Regions from separate parts of the Mus musculus genome. Here regions 2, 3, 4 and 5 are each linked to region 1. Evidence: chromatin contacts called from public Hi-C and HiChIP or PLAC-seq data. All regions are on one chromosome and are shown on one strand. Each heading gives the region's core, a stretch centred on a gene start, on an enhancer-like site or on the middle of the called end of the contact. The rest is flanking DNA. Distances are from core to core; before and after follow the strand shown. Region 1 has its middle 13 kb from the start of Gm32767. Region 2 overlaps Nvl (nuclear VCP-like). Region 3 has its middle 18 kb from the start of Gm33669. Region 4 overlaps Gm33669 (a long non-coding RNA gene). Region 5 has its middle 14 kb from the start of Gm39718.

Region 1 (3,218 bases), core at 379-2,878:
GAAGTTGTTGAATGGAGAAGAAAGCTGTCATGGGATAAGAATCTTAAAATAATGGCCATGTGGGTTGGGTTGGCTAATTGGAGTTAAGAGCAGCCCAGAGGAAACATAGCAAATTGTGTATGGGATTATTGGCTGGGAAATAGATATAATAGCAAAGAAGATAGAAACCTGCCAAGCTCTTGTGCTGATTAAGGCTTGTTATAAATATGAAAGTTGTGTGAAAAAAGAAAGGTTGTGTATATCTTTTATCTGGGAACTAAATGGTCAAAGGTGGGGTAGAAACCCTTGATTAGGATTAAATATTTATATAACACACAGGAACCTTTTGCTCAAGTGCGACAAGCAATTCACTGGCCACAGAGCGTCAGGTGGCCATGCACAGCGTTATTCAACTTGTATTTCAGCAATAAACCTCTTACTGCAAACATTGCAGGGAGCCCACGCAGGGAGCCCCACACAGGGAGCCCACGCAGGGAGCCCCACACAGGGAGCCCACGCAGGGAGCCCCACACAGGGAGCCCACGCAGGGAGCCCACGCAGGGAGCCCACGCAGGGAGCCCACGCAGGGAGAGGGATTACTATATGGTATTGGCGGAAAACTCTAGAAACAAATCTAAATGTTCAGCAAGTGAAGTCCATAAAACAAAAAATACTATACTCATACAAGGAACCGCAATGAACTATGATCAATAGCTATAAAGGGAATGGGCCGCATCCACACTCAACTAACTTCTCAACTCGAAACCTGAAACTGTACTGTTGAGAGGAGAAATCAAGTTGATCGTATTGGTTACTGTAACATTTCAGTAACCTGCAAATGGGGAGAGGAGGACGGGAGAGGACGGAAAAAGAGAGAAGGAGGGAAACAGAGAGGGAGGAATTAAATCAATTTCTCGAGGCATTTTTGTTTTGTTTTGAGATCGTCTCCCTGTGTTGCCCATCCTGACCCATAGCTGTCTATCCTCTTGCCTTGGCTTTCTGAGTGCTAGGAACCATAACAGGCACACGCTACCATGCCTGGCTTGCGATGTCATTTAAAAGACACAATTCAGCCAACATGTAAAGTCCTCCACCCCCAATGCAGAAGTAAATGGATGCCTCTTTGGGACCCCAAAGTTCCTCAACGGGGAGCAGATATTAGAGATTTAGCCAAGAGAGATGATTGTGTTGAGTCACAGAAACCCCTGTCTGTAGCCGCACCCTCCTCTTCTTAGATATGACCGTCACATCCGTGGGTGTTCATCAGGGTGGTGAGTGGGTGTCGACCTTCTGAAGGCAGCTCTGAACTTTCCCAGTTCTCCAGCCAGCAGTGTAAGCTGCCATCTGTTCAGGGACACAGAGGCCCAGGTGCCAGGCATCCTCAAACCACACCCTCTGCTCTTCTTCTGGGTGGGGGTGGGGGTGTCTGAAAGCCCATTTTCTTCACGGGCTTTGAGAGCTCCTGTCCCCTGCAGCATATTACTAAATGCTCTCCGGGGAGCAAGGAGTGATAAACTTAGAAATCAGCCAGATCTCCCGCAGTGACTAAGGACTTAAAAGGAGGAAATGATTAAGGAATCACTGAGCTGTCTGAGGGACCAAGGAGTCCCTCCACCCTGAGTCACAGGGCATAAAAAGTTACATCATAGCCAGGGTTGACTTGCATAAGTGGGGATGCTGATGCCTGTCAGGGGACGGCTCTGCCAGGGGCAACACAGTAGTGGCACATGTGCCGAGGCTGCTCAACTGGACAGAGCTCTCCAAGTACCAGTGAGAAGCCTTGAAGTCACCCTCTTCCAGTGAACCTCTCTTTATGTCCTAAGAGTAAACATGACATGGCTGGCAAATGGACCGGGCAGCCCTGGGAAAAAAAGCAGCTGGTGTGGTTTTGCTGCCATCTGCCAAAGTCTGGAGTGCCCTCATTTGTCAGTCCAGTTCTCTGGCTGTCTCTGCCTTGCTGTCCTGGCAGCTAAGTAGGCTGTGACTCTCCCTCCCCCTCCTTACACAGCTCTTAGGCTCCTGCTGTCCTGCTCTTTCTGTTTCAGTCCCTTGGTTCTAGCAGTATCCTGCTGGGACTTGAATTCCCATGTCCTCTAAGCTGCACAGGGCTGGGACAGGGGGTTGGAGGTTTCTAATGTACAGATAAAGTTACTAAGGTTTCTGGCTTTAGGTGTCACCTAGAAGGCCTCCCTGATTACTTAACTCCTTTCTCCCATGGCAGTACAAGAACTGATCCCATAAAAGAACTTGTCAAAAACCAGGAGGAAAAGCAAGCTAGGCTCCCTCTGGTTCACCTCCAATAGCAGTGACTGCAGGATATCCTAAGCCTGACTCCCAGGCACTAAGGATGGAGGAAGTAATACCTACTTTAGAGAGGGGCAACAGCAAGTCAGGAAATAAAGTCAAGCTGCAGAGGCCACAGGACAATCCCTTGTCCTCCACTCCCCAAAGATGCCTCCCTAGTGAAGGTCCTTATTACCCTGCACAGCAAGTGGGACATCAGCCAGCAAGGACTTTACTAGCTCATTTTCTCTGTGCTAGCATAAGAAAGAGTGCAACTTGCTGGCTGAAATGGCAAAAGGGAAATAAAAACATGCAAGCAAAGAAGGAAGCAAAGAAGGAAGAGAGGAGGGAAGGAAGGAAGGAAGGAAGGAAGGAAGGAAGGAAGGAAGGAAGGAAGGAAGGAAGGAAGAAAGGAAGAGAGGGAACAAGGGAGGGAGGAAAGAAGGGAAGAAGGGAGGAAAGAAGGGGGGCAGGAAACACTTCATCTCAGATTCAAAAGTGCTTTTGACCCCTTGTGGCTCCAAGTCGCTCCATCATAGCAGCAACCACAGCCTTGGCTTTGCTGTGAAACTTTGCAGCCAGAAACTGGATCCACCCATCCTCTGGCCGTGGATAGACCCAGCTTTCTCACCAGCCTTGCAGGGAGAAAGTGAGAGGCCTCTACAGTTATCCACACAGAATCTCCCTTCCTTGCAACCTGTTCATCAAATCCACAACTCCTTTGGGTTTGTCTTCTAAGAAGAACCACATGGGTTTACTCCCTGCTGTCTAAAGAGCTCCACTTCCCAATGGCAAAAGCATGCAGGGTTGCTGGACAGGGTGGCCATGCAGAGGTGAGGAGCTGAGAGGGGATAGAGGGAGCTAAGATTCAATGTGGATTCTTTTCTCTACATCCCCTGCTGAGATTTCCTTGGCATCTTGGTAGCACAGGGAGGCAAAGTTCCAGCCAGGCTGAG
Region 2 (3,135 bases), core at 628-3,127, 420 kb after region 1:
TCTCGCATCAAAAGCCCACAAAGCCCTGTGTGATTTTGTTTCCCTGCTGTTTCTTCTTTTTCTGTTGTTGTTTATTTGCTTTTGTTTTTTGTTTTGTTTTGAGACAGGGTTTCTCTGTATAGCCCTGGCTGTCCTGGAATTCACTCAGTAGACCAGTCTGGCTACCCTGGTGTTTCTTGGTGTCATTGTCCGTGTGTGTTTCCCCCCCAGCCCCCCATTGTTCCTCAGTGACAGCAAGTTCTTACTGTATCTACAACGCCAATTAAGCTAGCTAACTAGTCTGTCTTTGTACCCCCTCTTCCCCCTAGAATTTTTTTTTTTTTTTTGAGACAGGGTTCCTCTGTATAGCCCTGGCTGTCCTGGAACTCACTCTGTAGACTCAGAAATCCGCCTGCCTCTCAAATATATTTGAAACAATTAGATGTAGGGATCAACTTTTCCAAGTATAAATTTTGTAAAATCTAAGTCATAAATTACCCTTGAAAATTTTGTGTCCAAATTAGGATGTGCTACAAATTTTCAGTATATTTGGCATGTGAAGAGTTAATTAAAAGCACAGTATAAAATATCATTAGTGCTGGGTACTGGTAGCAAACACCTTTAATCCCACACTTGGGAAGCAGAGGCAGCCAGATCTGTCTGAGTTCGAGGTCAGCCTAGACTATAGGGCGAGTTTCAAGACAGTGCTGCACAGAGAAACCCTGTGTAGCTGTCTCTTTTTGCTAACTTTGGCTACTTTGTGGGTTCTTCTTTCTTCCACCCTTTCAACCCCTTAAACTAGATAGGAAAGAAAAAGGGGTAGAAAGGAAAGGGGGTGTTATCATTAGACTGTTTTCTGCTGACTAGGGGCAACTGGTTCCATAGGGCAAGTCTGATCTTTGCTATCAGAATATCTAGTTTCTTCTTTCTTCTTGCATAGGACTACTTAACAGACCACACCAATAGCAAACAACCAACAACCCACCACACCTCTTGGGGACCCTAGCATTTTATATGATCTCTGAAAAGTACCCAGAATTTCAAACGTCAACACTATCTCAAAAACTGATGCTGGCAAAATCACGCCTGTTAGAGCATAAGGCAAATCGTAGTCAGATGTTGTGGACAAACTGAAACCAGTATCCCACACTTAGCATTAAAACAAAAGCATGAGCTGGGTGTGGTGGTGCGAAAAAACAAAAACAAAAAAACAAAAAACAAAAAAAAACCCTAAAGCATATTCCCATAATATTTCTGTGTTTTTCAAAGAAAACAATCCAAAATTGTCAGCTACAATCTTGTCTCAAAAAACAAAACAAAACAAAAAAACAAAACAAACCACCTCATTAGCAGCTGAGCTTAGACATGTTGCTGGTTGCCTTGGAACTTGTCCTATAGACTGAGCTGCCTTAAATTTGAGGCAGTCCTGCTTCTGCCTCCTGACTGCTGGGACTCTGCTCATTAGTAACTTCTTGTATTAACTGTGTTGAAAGGAGAGTGTTCGGGGTGTGTTAATTAAAATAGATTTGTTGGTAGATGAGTGTGGCTCAGTGGTTCATTTAGTGCTTAGAATATGTAAGGCTCTGGGTTCAGTAGTTTGCACCTATGAAATGCCTCTTTATTGTCTACATTTAAGTGTGTGTTGTTAGTGTGCTGTGAGGTGTACACAGTGATATATACAACATGTGTGACTTGTGATGTGCTTCTCCTGAACAGTGCTGCTGTAACTCGTTTCTCAGCACCAAGCCTTGGTCTGGCGGATTCTTTCATGTGTGCCTACGTGCACATGAGCGTGTTTATTTGCAAATGCATGTGTGAGTCACATACCAGAGAGCAATGTCAGATGTCTCTCAATTGCTCTCTACCTTTTCTTTGAGAAAGAACAGTCAGCCGGTCACTGGTGACTCATGCCTGAGTTTCAAGGCTACCCTGGTTTCAGAGTGAATTCCAGGACAGCCAGGGCTACCCAGAGAAACCCTGTAATAACAACAAAAACAACAGAATAAACTTAAAGCACACACGGAAAAGGGGATGTCTGTGATCTCAAAATATCTCACTAAATGTGAGGCTTTCTAGTTGTGCTATCCTGGCTCACCAGCAAGCTATAGGCATATAGCTATAGCATCCTCTTGTCTATAGGCATATAGCTATAGCATCCTCTTGTCTATAGGCATATAGCTATAGCATCCTCTTGTCTATAGGCTATAGCATCCTCTTGTCTATAGGCATATAGCTATAGCATCCTCTTGTCTATAGGCATATAGCTATAGCACCCTCTTGTCTATAGGCATATAGCTATAGCACCCTCTTGTCTTTGCCTTGCCAGCACTGGCATTACAGACCGACCTCATTGCACACAGCTTTTTATGTGTGGGTGGGGAGGGGTCTGAACTCAGACCTCATGATTTTATGATACTTTACAAACTGAGACCTATTTTGTTTTGATTTTGGATCTTGAAATAGGCTATTATTATTATTATTATTATTATTATTATTATTATTATTATTATATGTAAGTACACTATAGCTATCTTCAGACACACCAGAAGAGGGCATCAGATTTCATTACAGACAGTTGTGAGCCACCATGTGGTTGCTGGGATTTGAACTCAGGACCTCTGGAAGAGCAGTCAGTGCTCTTAACCGCTGAGCCATCTCTTCAGCCCTTGAAATAGGGTTTTTTTTTGTAGCCTAGTCTAACTTTGAAATTGTTATGAGGCTAAAAATGCCTTAAACAGATTCTTCTGTTTTTACTCCAAAGTGTTGAGGTTGCAGGTTTTCCATTTACACTATTAGTGGGCTGTTCCCCAGTATCTTTACTTTAAGCTACAAGTATTCAACTATCAAGAACATTATTATAATTGGTAAGAACCTGATGTTTATATGCCTCAAGTCTTTTAGAAGAGATTAACTGGCACAGGTGAGAAAAAAATTATCAAATAAAAAATTTAAGCTTTCAGGTTTCTGAAAGAAGGCAGAATCCTTGAGCAAAGAGATTGCGAGTAGTTAGCAGTGCTATAGCACAAATGGATATAGCTGTCCTTGAAGAAACATCTGTTAGCATTGTAATCTGAAATACAGAATTTTTGTATTTTCTCCCCAGATTTTAAAAGACTCTTCTCTTTTGGAAAGTGATAAGAAAAGGAAAGGTAGGGC
Region 3 (2,975 bases), core at 185-2,684, 310 kb before region 1:
CATCCCCACAGTGTAACTGACACAACAGTGATGAAGATGTCCTACAGAAACTCTGGAAACCATGGACCTCAAAGATAGGAAGCTCTCCTCCTTGGGAATGTCATGCTGGGAGAGGGGAAAGCGACCAACCCAAGTGGTCACCTTTCATGACAGTATTGAAGTTTACGCAGAGCTGGTGGTGGGCAGGACTATGCCTTACTGATGACTTAGGCAGAACCTTGCCTTCTTTTTAAGCAGGACCCCAAGATGGACATGGGAGAGGGAGTCCATCTTTGTCCTTCTCAACGTGGTCACATCTCTTTTTTTCTACATTTTACTGTGAGTCTGGCTCTTTTAGTTGTCTTATGGAGAGAGGCTAGCTGAACCTGTTTTGTTGGTACACAAGCTGTGAACCCCAAATTGGGTAACACTACTGATGGGTGCTGTTTTTCAGTCAAGGTAAACCCCTGGGGGGAGGGGCTGCTTTGTTTTTGTTTGTTTGTTTTTTCTTCTGTTTTTTTTTGAGACAGGGTTTTTCTGTGTATCCCTGGATGCCCTGCACTCTCTCTCTGTAGACCAGGCTGGCCTCCTGCCTCCGCCTCCCAAGTACTGGCATGTGCTACCACACCCATCTTAAAGCTGCTTATCTTTAAGAATAAGGCACCCTAACTAGAGTTGGGGACATAGCTGTGTTGGTAGAGTCTGTATCTTGCAATCACAGAACCTGGGCTCAGATCATCAGCAGAGAATAAACCAAGTATGATCAGTCACACCTGTAATCTCAACCCTCTGAGGTGGAGGCAGGAGGATTGGAAATCCAAGGTCATTCAAGGTTGGCCTAGACTATGTGAGACCCTGGGGGGGGGGGGTAACCAAGTGTCATTTGTTTTGTTGTTCTTTGTAGTTTTGGTTTTTCTTTTTTGTTGTGGTTTGTTTTTGAGACAGGATTTCAAGTTGTAGGCAGGTTGGTCCCAAACTCACAGCAATCCTCTTGAGGCAGCCTCTCAAGTGCTGGGATCAGGCCTGGCTGATCAAATTACATTGTTGCAAATATTCTCTGACTGTTCCTGTTTTGTTTTGGTTTGTTTTGTTTTTGTTTTTTTTTCGAGACAGGGTTTCTCTGTATAGCCCTGGCTGTCCTGGAACTCACTCTGTAGACCAGGCTGGCCTCAAACTCAGAAATCCACCTGCCTCTGCCTCCCGAGTGCTGGGATTAAAGGCGTGCACCACCACGCCCGGCTGACTGTTCCGTTTTAAGGACCGAGTTATGTTTGGGGGAAATTTCCTGAAATTTAATGGTTTTTCCAGCTATCAGGGCCTGGACAGTTCCTATGGAGGATGGAGGGCCTCCCCTCCACCAGTCAGGGCTCTATCTGCCCTTAACTTTACACATCAGGCTCTGTAAGAGCAGCTTCCTGATGCTCGTATTGCAACACAAACCAAACCGCAGAGGTTATGACTTCTGTTTCTTCTCTCAAGAACCACCATGTGGAGCAAGCCCCACCCACTTCCTGCTCCCGTGCTGGGCAGCAACTGCCACTTGCTTCAGGATGTGAGGTCAAACTCAGGTCCAAACAATACTAAGGCCACACCCCAGCCCTGCTTTCTGCCAAACAACCCAGCGTTACAAGGAATGGCTGTAAGGAGAGGCAGGCTAGCTGGGTTCACACCTTCTAGAGCCGTGCTTCTCAACCTTTGTAATGCTGTGACCCTATAATACTCTTCCTCATGTCGTAGTGACCCCCAACCATACAAGTGTGTGTGTGTGTGTGTGTGTGTGTGTGTGTGTGTGTGTGTGTACGCACACCAGAAAAGGGAATCAGATTCCTTTACAGATGGTTGTGAGCCACCATGTGGTTGCTGGTAATTGAACTCAGGACTTTCAGAAGAGCAGTCAGTGTTAACTGCTGAGCCATCTTGTCAGCCCCACAAAACCATTTTTGTTGCTACTTCATAACTGTAACTTTGCTACTGCTATGAATCGTAATTGAATTCCTTTCTCTCTTCCTCAGTGATGCAGTATAGGCTAGATTAGACCAGATTAAAAGTAGATAAAGGCAGGTTTATTAGGAGGCAGCTCTCAGGAGGATTCACTGACTTCACAGAAGGGCAATGGAGTCACGCATCCCGTATAAAGCAAGGGGGTTTTATAGAACTTAGGTAAGGAGTGATGGCCTGTCAGTTAGGGGCTGGGATTATGCCTATATATGATCAAAAACTGAGCCCTTGGGTGGGCACTCTTGGGTGGGTTGTCTGAACACTGCGATGAGGAGTAATGACCTGTTACCCTGGAGTTTTCTTCTAGCAGGAGGAAAGGGGTGTTCAATGTGTGGGCTGGGTTGATGGATGAAGAGCTTGTGCAGGGCGGAGCAGGGGTCCCAGGCAAAAAGTACGTAAATCTGTGTTTTCCAGGGTTCTTAGGTAACCCTTGTACAAGGATCATTCGAGCCCTCCCACCAGGGAGTCACAACCCACAGGTTGAGAGCCTCTGTGTTAGACCTTTGAAATGGGTTCATCAGCCCTAGTGTTGGAGCATAAGCCTCGGGTGTGATCCCTGTGTGATCCTTGGGTGTGATCACACACACACACACACACACTGACACACACATGCACATACACATATATACATACACATATACACTGACACATGCACACACATACACTCTGATACACACACACATACACACACAAGAAACAGACAGACAAATGTGATGCAATCTATATTTATGCATGACAATGTCAATTTGTCATCTGAAGTGGAAACTTAAGGGTTCTTTGGAAAGTCAGTTGTTGTTGTTGTTATTATTATTATCTATTATAAATAGATTTGACAAGCAGAATGATGCAGCATTGTGATCTCAGTGCTGGGGAGGCAGAGGCAGGAGCGTCCTGGTCAGCCAGTCTTGCTGACTCTGTGGGCTACACAGGTCCAGTGAGAGACATTTCTTAAGAAAATAGAGTGGAGTGTGGTCAGAGGGGACTTGATTTACTGTATA
Region 4 (3,234 bases), core at 12-2,511, 330 kb before region 1:
AGCCACCTTAGAAACAGTGATTTCCCCAGGGCCTGGGACCAGGCTTCCCCACATTGACAGAGGACAATGGTAGAGATCTAGGCCAACCTGCTTCCTCAAGGCTGTGGTGAAGTTGAAATGAGAAAATAAAAAACCGATGTCGTGTAGATTTTGACATGCTCAGGACCACCTCTCCCTCCTCTCCCTCTCCTCCTCCTTTTCCTACGTTTTTGGTGGTTGTTTTGAGATAGACTCTCACTATGTAGCTCTGGCTGTCCTGCAACTTAGACTAGATTGGCCCAGAACTCACAGAGATCCACCTGCCTCTGCCTCCCCAGTGCTGGGATTAAAGGTGTGTGCCACCACCACGCTGGGTTTAGGATCTTCTTGTCAGAGCTGGGTGGGGCTTGGCATGGAGTGACACCTCCTGTCTTGGGGCTCTTCTGCCATGGGTCTGACAGGTGCTAAATGAGCATTCTACCGTGGAGCTATAGCCCATGGACTTACTGCCCTTTCCTGTCAGTCAAGAGGGTCTCTTGCAGGAGGAACAGCTGTCTAACGCTGAACTGGGAACACACAGCCAGCCATTGTTTCCCACATCAAGTTAAGCCTAACACCAGCTTGCACCTCCCTGAGGAGGACTGTGCATCACTGTTCCATCTCAGGGATCCCTCCCACCCAGAGTTTACCTAGGAACTCCTGAGCTCAGAGGTCCCGTCTCTGCCACATTGACCTCAGGCTATGCTCAAGAGTCCCTCACTGTTCTCCATCCCTGGGGATCTGTGTGCCTATACAAAGCCCAGGTCACTGCCCAGAGGGCAGTGTGCACTGCATTGCTGCCTCGGGAAGCAGGCTGTCCTTAAACTGCCCAGCAGAGAAAGCCTCTCCCTGCTGGGCCATGGGCAACCCCATGGATGGCTTTTACATCCTTAGAAAGGCTGTTCTTTCCTGCCTGGACACTGTCAAAGCACAAAGGATTCCTTCATCTTTTCATCCTTCCTGCTCCCCGCCCCCCAACTTGGCTGAGAAAGGCAAAGACATGCCTTACCCTCTGGGCTTGGGGAAGAGGCTACCACTCTCACTAAAGCTCTGGCCTCCAGCCAGATAACTGACCAGTGTCAAAGATGGTGCATGGGTCAGGAAAACGGTGTTTGCCTGATGATCGGTAGTCCAAAACCAGGTGGCGCTCTAGGCCCACCCTGGGACCTGCCAGAGCTTGCCACATCTTGTTTCCGGTCCCACTCAACCTCGCTAAATTGCGGCTCACTTCCCTCTCACTTGGGCTCCCAGGAGGAGTGCTGCCAAATACCCAGCTTACCCAGGGCTGGCTGACTGGGTGCAGTGCCAGGTGTATGTTGGTCTGTGCTTTCTTTCTCAAGTCAAAGCCAGTAGCCAGGGCCTCATGCCAACCCTGTGCAGACTGGCCTCTGCGGCATAGCGGTTCTTCCCGAATTTCCTTGCTGAAACGACACTTGGGATGACCCTAGTTGGCGCATCCTCTGGGCTCACCCTCCCCCACCAAGAAGCTGACCCACTTTTCTCTCTCCCCATCCATTGCTGCACTGAACGCTAGGCGCCTTCACCCAGAGAACAGGACCCCATCTAGGCCTCTAGTCTCTTACTCTGAGGATTTAGGACTTTCCTGCCAGAGTACGAGTTATGAGACAGAAATTTCCCGCCAACCTTGCGTCCTAAGAGAGTGTTGGAGTGAGGTCCGCCAGCTGGGCAGGGGTTCAAGTCCCTCTGGGGCCGCTGCATGAAACCTGGGTTAAGGAAGATCTGAAAAGGGCTTCCCAGAGGTAGGTCCCTCAGCCTAGAGGCCAGGCTTTCAGGCCCCACCCGCACCCCACCCCGACCCCTCTCACACCATCCTTACTCTGAAGCTCACCACATGGTGGCGCTGTAACAGAGCTACACCTATAGATGGTCCCGGGTTTCAGGCTTCATCCCATCTCCCACCAACTATCCCTTTGTCTCCGTTTACTTGGCTGAGGTACATGGTCCACAGTAGTCTGGTGGCTGGGAAGTTCTTTCACACAGTCCTCCAGGCAGTGGGGGCCCGGATGAGGGACGTAGATCGCATCCATTCCGGGCTTTGGAATACTCATTGCCTGGTCTGGGTGCTGAGACACTGCGACCTGCACTGGCTGTGGGTACAGGGTGCTGAGACACTGAGACCTGCACTGGCTGTGGGTACAGGGAGAGCACAGAGTAACCCCAGGTGCCTGCCAGAACTTACCAGGCCATCTGCTCCAGAGAGGGGGATGGGAGTATTTGGGAGGGGGGGCTAGTCTTTAGGGCAGGGCTTAAACTTTTTCTGTTCGCCACCCCTGTATGAGACCCTAGCAATATAGAGACAAAAAAAAAAAAAAAAAAAAAAGCAAACAATTACATTTACAAGTAATAACTCACAAAGAAATTTTAAAAGCGATTCTTAGACATACATATAATTATAGCATTTATTAAGGATGAAAGCAAGTTTGTATAGAGGTTTGTTATATTTACATAAGGAATATGACATTGGCTATATATTTCACACTGTAGAACATGGAATATCTCCAGTATTTTTCAGAGGCAATGTAAATTCAAAATAGCAGAAATATGTCTAGAGCCATTTCAGAAATTGTGGGGAATTCTGTCTTAGTCTCAGAGCCACAATTCACTTAATGATTTTTTTTTAAAATGAAATTCAAGACAGCAGCTCAAACAGCAAATCTGAAAATCAAATATGCTTACATAATACAACCCAGAGATACATTTGTGGGATACATGCTGAGGGGTGTCAGTGGGAAAATATCAAAAGTGTTTGTTTCCCATGATTAAGCCTCCATGTTTGGGTAAGAACAGAAGCCCGTGTGTGTGCTGTGAAAACACTGTGGTTTGTATTGCACCTATCTCAGATCTGAGCTCAGGGGTCAGGCAGCATCTACCGCTCAGACACCAGGTCATACACGGTGCACAGCACACATGTGTGTTCAGAACCAAGTCTGCAGGGAAGCCACACTCTGCACCACAGTTGATCGATGCCCAAAATGCTGGAGATGCACTGAGTCTTTAGTTCTGATGTAACATTTGCTCCGTCCCATACAGAGTCATGACCACGGTTTGAGAAGCTGGGCTTTCTCTCTCTCTCTCTCTCTCTCTCTCTCTCTCTCTCTCTGTGTGCGTGTGCGTGTGCGTGTGCGTGTGCGTGTGTGTGTGTGTGTGTGTGTGTGTGTGTGTGTGTGTGTGTAGAAGCAGCCCCTTTCCCTAGGT
Region 5 (2,908 bases), core at 182-2,681, 280 kb after region 1:
GCTCTAAAATGTAATCGGGCTGTCATGTGGTCAACACAGATGGACCTGGGGCACATAATATTCAGGGAACTAAGCCAAGTACAGAAAGACAAACACTGCGTCTTTCACTCTGCTGAAAATGCTGAGCCCACAGAAGTAGAAACTAGAATGGTGGTCCAGAGGCTGGGAAAGGACCCAGGCACTGGGGGGAGGCATTAAAAAGAGTGGCTAGTGGATAGGATACGTAGTCTCAGCCAGACAGGAGGAAAGGGTTCGGATACTTCATTACACAGGACAATGTTCATAGCAGTATTCTATTGTATAATTCAAAGTAGTTAGAAGAGATTTTAAATTCCTTATCACAAAAAAAAATCATAAGAAACATAAATATCCGGAGAGATCAAAGGCACCCTATAGCGATGGACCATCAGCATCTGTCCAAACACACAGCTGCTGCCAGCACCATAAATGGGTGGCTGCCTCCCAACCCTGTCAGAGATCTGCTAGTTTAACTGGACTTTTAGCCCTTTGGAGCCATAAAGACCCCAGTCAAATTCCAGCTCTGTGACTCACTGAGATATGGAAGAACTAGAGACAGACCAGTCCTCTGGCCTGTGCAGACGCAGAAACAAAAGTGGCCGGCGGGGGGGGGGGGGGGGGGGGGGGAAGCTCCGGGAGCACTTCTATGTTGATGTTAATTAAGATGTGTTTAAATTATGTGCAAAGTGGGGCAGGCATGTGCACATGAGTGCAGGTGCCTGTGACAAACCAAGGACTCAGATGAGCCGGAAGCTGAAGTTGCAGACAGCTGGGAGCTGCCCCTCGTGCAAGAGCAGTACCGGCTCTTAAAGGCTGAGCCATCTCATCTGCCTGATGTTAATTCTTTAATATATAATTTTCAAAAATATTAACGTTGCATTTGGATAGTTGGTGTCTTTATGTAGTTTTTACAAAAATGGGTGTTAAAATACTAAGTAAACGTAAGATAGCTAGATTTGTGTGTCCGCAACTGGGGAGATGGAGTTTCAGAAATGTGCTAAGGACAGCCTGGGCTAAAAGACCTTAAATGCTTGGGGTCAAAACTCTGCAGCTATTCCCAGCTTGTGCACAAATGAAATCATTGCAAAGCCTTTGAAACAACTGCAGGACTTGGACAAGCACACCTCTGCCCTAGAGCATCACCCCTGGGGTCCTAAGCTCTGGCCTTGCTTTAAGAACTAACAGGAATCTAAGATGGTTCTGCTGTGTAGGGTGACAGCCTCTGCTACTCTGTGAAGGCGAGGCCTGGGGCGGGGGGGGGGGCGGGGGGCGGGGGTGTTTTCACAAAGAGTGCACTCTACTGTGTGCTGTGGGAATCTACAAGAAGTGTCCAGTTACCAGGGAAAAGGGGGAGAATGGCTCTGGGCTCAGGCACTGCCCGGCATGGTCCGCCGGCCAACTGTGCGGGTTTGTCGCCCCCTTCTGTCCCTTGTCGGAGACGGACATCGGTGCCCTGGAGGCTCACCGCGGGCGAGCTCTAGGTTAGGGTTGGATCTTGCAGAAAGGCACCTGAACCCTCAATGGCTAGAATCCAAGAAAGCAAAGGAAACCGAGTGGAGCCTAGAAGTGCCAACAAACCGCGTGGCTCTCAGTATTTCTCCCACGCCACTACACTGCTCACCTGAAGCCTGAGAAGAAGCAGGACCTGGGAAAAAAACTCCAAATCTCTTAGGGCAGTCACTCCTCTCTAGACTCAGAGTTCTTGGGTGTCCCCAAAGCAGAATTGGTTTCTGCGCTAACCCCAAAGGAGCCTGAACAAACACAGAAAAGCTTCCAGACATTCTGTAAGGATCAGCCAGTCAGCCTAGCAGTGACCTGGGGACCCCAGGAGTGGCTCAAAGGGATATGGGCTTTAGACAGGGTCCTTGTTCTCCAGGAACTTTCTAGAGAGGGAGAGGGGAGGGAGGGAGAAAGGAGGGGGGAGAAAGGAGAAAGGGAGAGGGAAAGAGGGAGAGGGAGAAGGGGAAGGAGGAGGGGAGGGAGGGAGAAAGGAGGGGGGAGAAAGGAGAAAGGGAGAGGGAAAGTGGGAAAGAGGGAGAAGGGAAAGGAGGAGGGGAGGGAGAGGAGAGAGGGGAGAGGAGGGGGGAGGGGAAAAAGGAGGAGAGGGGAGGGGAGGGAGAAAGGGTGAAATGGCCAGTGGTACTTGCTACCATTTACTGAGCCCAGCAATTTGCCTCCATTCCCCAGAGAAACAGCAATGCTGTAGGTCAAAAACCTACCCCAGTAGAAGAGGAGTAAAGATGGAGGGACTGAGGTTCACAGAGACCAGAGAGCACAATTAAAGCAAAAGGCCCAGTCTTCAGCCCTGACTGGTCCCAACCCCACGCTGTCCACTAGCATTGTCCGATTACACACATGGAAGGTAGACATAGAGGACACGCGCCCTGGGTGACAGTGGTCACCCTGGGTGACAGGCTGGTGGGTGGGGTACGGTGAGAATGTGCAAATGTTTAACTCCTGTCTTTCAAAACAAACAAGGGTCAGTGGGTCTGGAGAAATGGCTCAGCCATTAGGGTGCTTGCTGTTCTTCCTTCCAGAGAACCAGGGTCGGCTGCTCACACACACACACACACACACACACACACACACACACACACACCACAGAATTGAAATTTAATCATAAAAGAAGTTTTTGAAGTCCAAAATACATTGGTAGAATGTTGTTAGTAAGACTATTTTAAGGACCAAAGGTAGATTAGAGTCTTTGCTCAACAGCCACCTGTCCTTGATTTTATTCACAGCTTGCTCTCTCACGGGCATGCTCTCTCTCTCTCTCTCTCATTCTAGTAAAATGTTAATTGTGAAAGTGTTGATATTTATTCATTTTGGGTTAAAGATAACAGGCTGTTCGTTATCTTATTTTCTGTGTGGCTCTATATTTAATTTTTTT

The links. Hi-C and Micro-C count contacts between places; a contact is called where the count stands out from the background. HiChIP or PLAC-seq counts read pairs in DNA pulled down with a chosen protein or histone mark.
Region 2: a FOXA1 HiChIP or PLAC-seq map of pancreatic cancer cells shows a contact between it and region 1. The contact joins two enhancer-like sites. A contact is called at or near these places in 1 of 15 datasets of contacts at CTCF or cohesin (embryonic stem cells), 2 of 484 Hi-C or Micro-C datasets (the G1E-ER4 cell line and nephron progenitors), 4 of 115 datasets of contacts at active chromatin or transcription factors (bone marrow-derived macrophages, large pre-B cells, neural tube and 1 more) and 1 of 9 other capture datasets (adipose tissue).
Region 3: a FOXA1 HiChIP or PLAC-seq map of pancreatic cancer cells shows a contact between it and region 1. The contact joins two enhancer-like sites. A contact is called at or near these places in 2 of 484 Hi-C or Micro-C datasets (the N1E-115 cell line and embryonic stem cells) and 1 of 115 datasets of contacts at active chromatin or transcription factors (pancreatic cancer cells).
Region 4: a Hi-C map of cerebellum shows a contact between it and region 1, with 2.7 times the contacts expected there. The contact joins two enhancer-like sites. A contact is called at or near these places in 6 of 484 Hi-C or Micro-C datasets (the N1E-115 cell line, cerebellum and embryonic stem cells) and 1 of 115 datasets of contacts at active chromatin or transcription factors (pancreatic cancer cells).
Region 5: a FOXA1 HiChIP or PLAC-seq map of pancreatic cancer cells shows a contact between it and region 1. The contact joins two enhancer-like sites. A contact is called at or near these places in 4 of 39 promoter capture datasets (the 3T3-L1 cell line, embryonic stem cells, hippocampal neurons and 1 more), 9 of 15 datasets of contacts at CTCF or cohesin (CD8 T cells, the G1E-ER4 cell line, the NIH/3T3 cell line and 5 more), 207 of 484 Hi-C or Micro-C datasets (3T3-L1-derived adipocytes, the AML12 cell line, the AtT-20 cell line and 118 more), 19 of 115 datasets of contacts at active chromatin or transcription factors (the NIH/3T3 cell line, PVALB interneurons, Th17 cells and 13 more) and 4 of 9 other capture datasets (adipose tissue, embryonic tail, liver and 1 more).

The regions. Positions count from the first base shown.
Region 1 is chr1:181,551,356-181,554,573 of GRCm38.p6, reverse strand. No RefSeq gene overlaps it. Among named protein-coding and RNA genes, the nearest start is that of Gm32767, 13 kb to the right of the region's middle. Within about 2 kb of position 1,628, at least 113 of the 459 cell types and tissues checked have an H3K27ac peak or open chromatin away from gene starts, as enhancers often do. A contact at or near this core is called in the G1E-ER4 cell line, cerebellum, hippocampal neurons and 3 more, where this site is marked.
Region 2 is chr1:181,130,818-181,133,952 of GRCm38.p6, reverse strand. It overlaps Nvl (nuclear VCP-like), which reads left to right. Exons shown (of 23, transcript NM_026171.2): 7 at 3,083-3,135. Among named protein-coding and RNA genes, the nearest start is that of Nvl, 12 kb to the left of the region's middle. Within about 2 kb of position 1,877, at least 33 of the 459 cell types and tissues checked have an H3K27ac peak or open chromatin away from gene starts, as enhancers often do. A contact at or near this core is called in pancreatic cancer cells, where this site is marked.
Region 3 is chr1:181,859,355-181,862,329 of GRCm38.p6, reverse strand. No RefSeq gene overlaps it. Among named protein-coding and RNA genes, the nearest start is that of Gm33669, 18 kb to the left of the region's middle. Within about 2 kb of position 1,434, at least 164 of the 459 cell types and tissues checked have an H3K27ac peak or open chromatin away from gene starts, as enhancers often do. A contact at or near this core is called in pancreatic cancer cells, where this site is marked.
Region 4 is chr1:181,879,723-181,882,956 of GRCm38.p6, reverse strand. It overlaps Gm33669 (a long non-coding RNA gene), which reads right to left. Exons shown (of 4, transcript XR_865801.2): 2 at 1,977-2,321; 3 at 1,663-1,731. Among named protein-coding and RNA genes, the nearest start is that of Gm33669, 2.9 kb to the right of the region's middle. Within about 2 kb of position 1,261, at least 119 of the 459 cell types and tissues checked have an H3K27ac peak or open chromatin away from gene starts, as enhancers often do. A contact at or near this core is called in cerebellum, where this site is marked.
Region 5 is chr1:181,271,589-181,274,496 of GRCm38.p6, reverse strand. No RefSeq gene overlaps it. Among named protein-coding and RNA genes, the nearest start is that of Gm39718, 14 kb to the left of the region's middle. Within about 2 kb of position 1,431, at least 44 of the 459 cell types and tissues checked have an H3K27ac peak or open chromatin away from gene starts, as enhancers often do. A contact at or near this core is called in the G1E-ER4 cell line, hippocampal neurons, neural stem cells and 2 more, where this site is marked.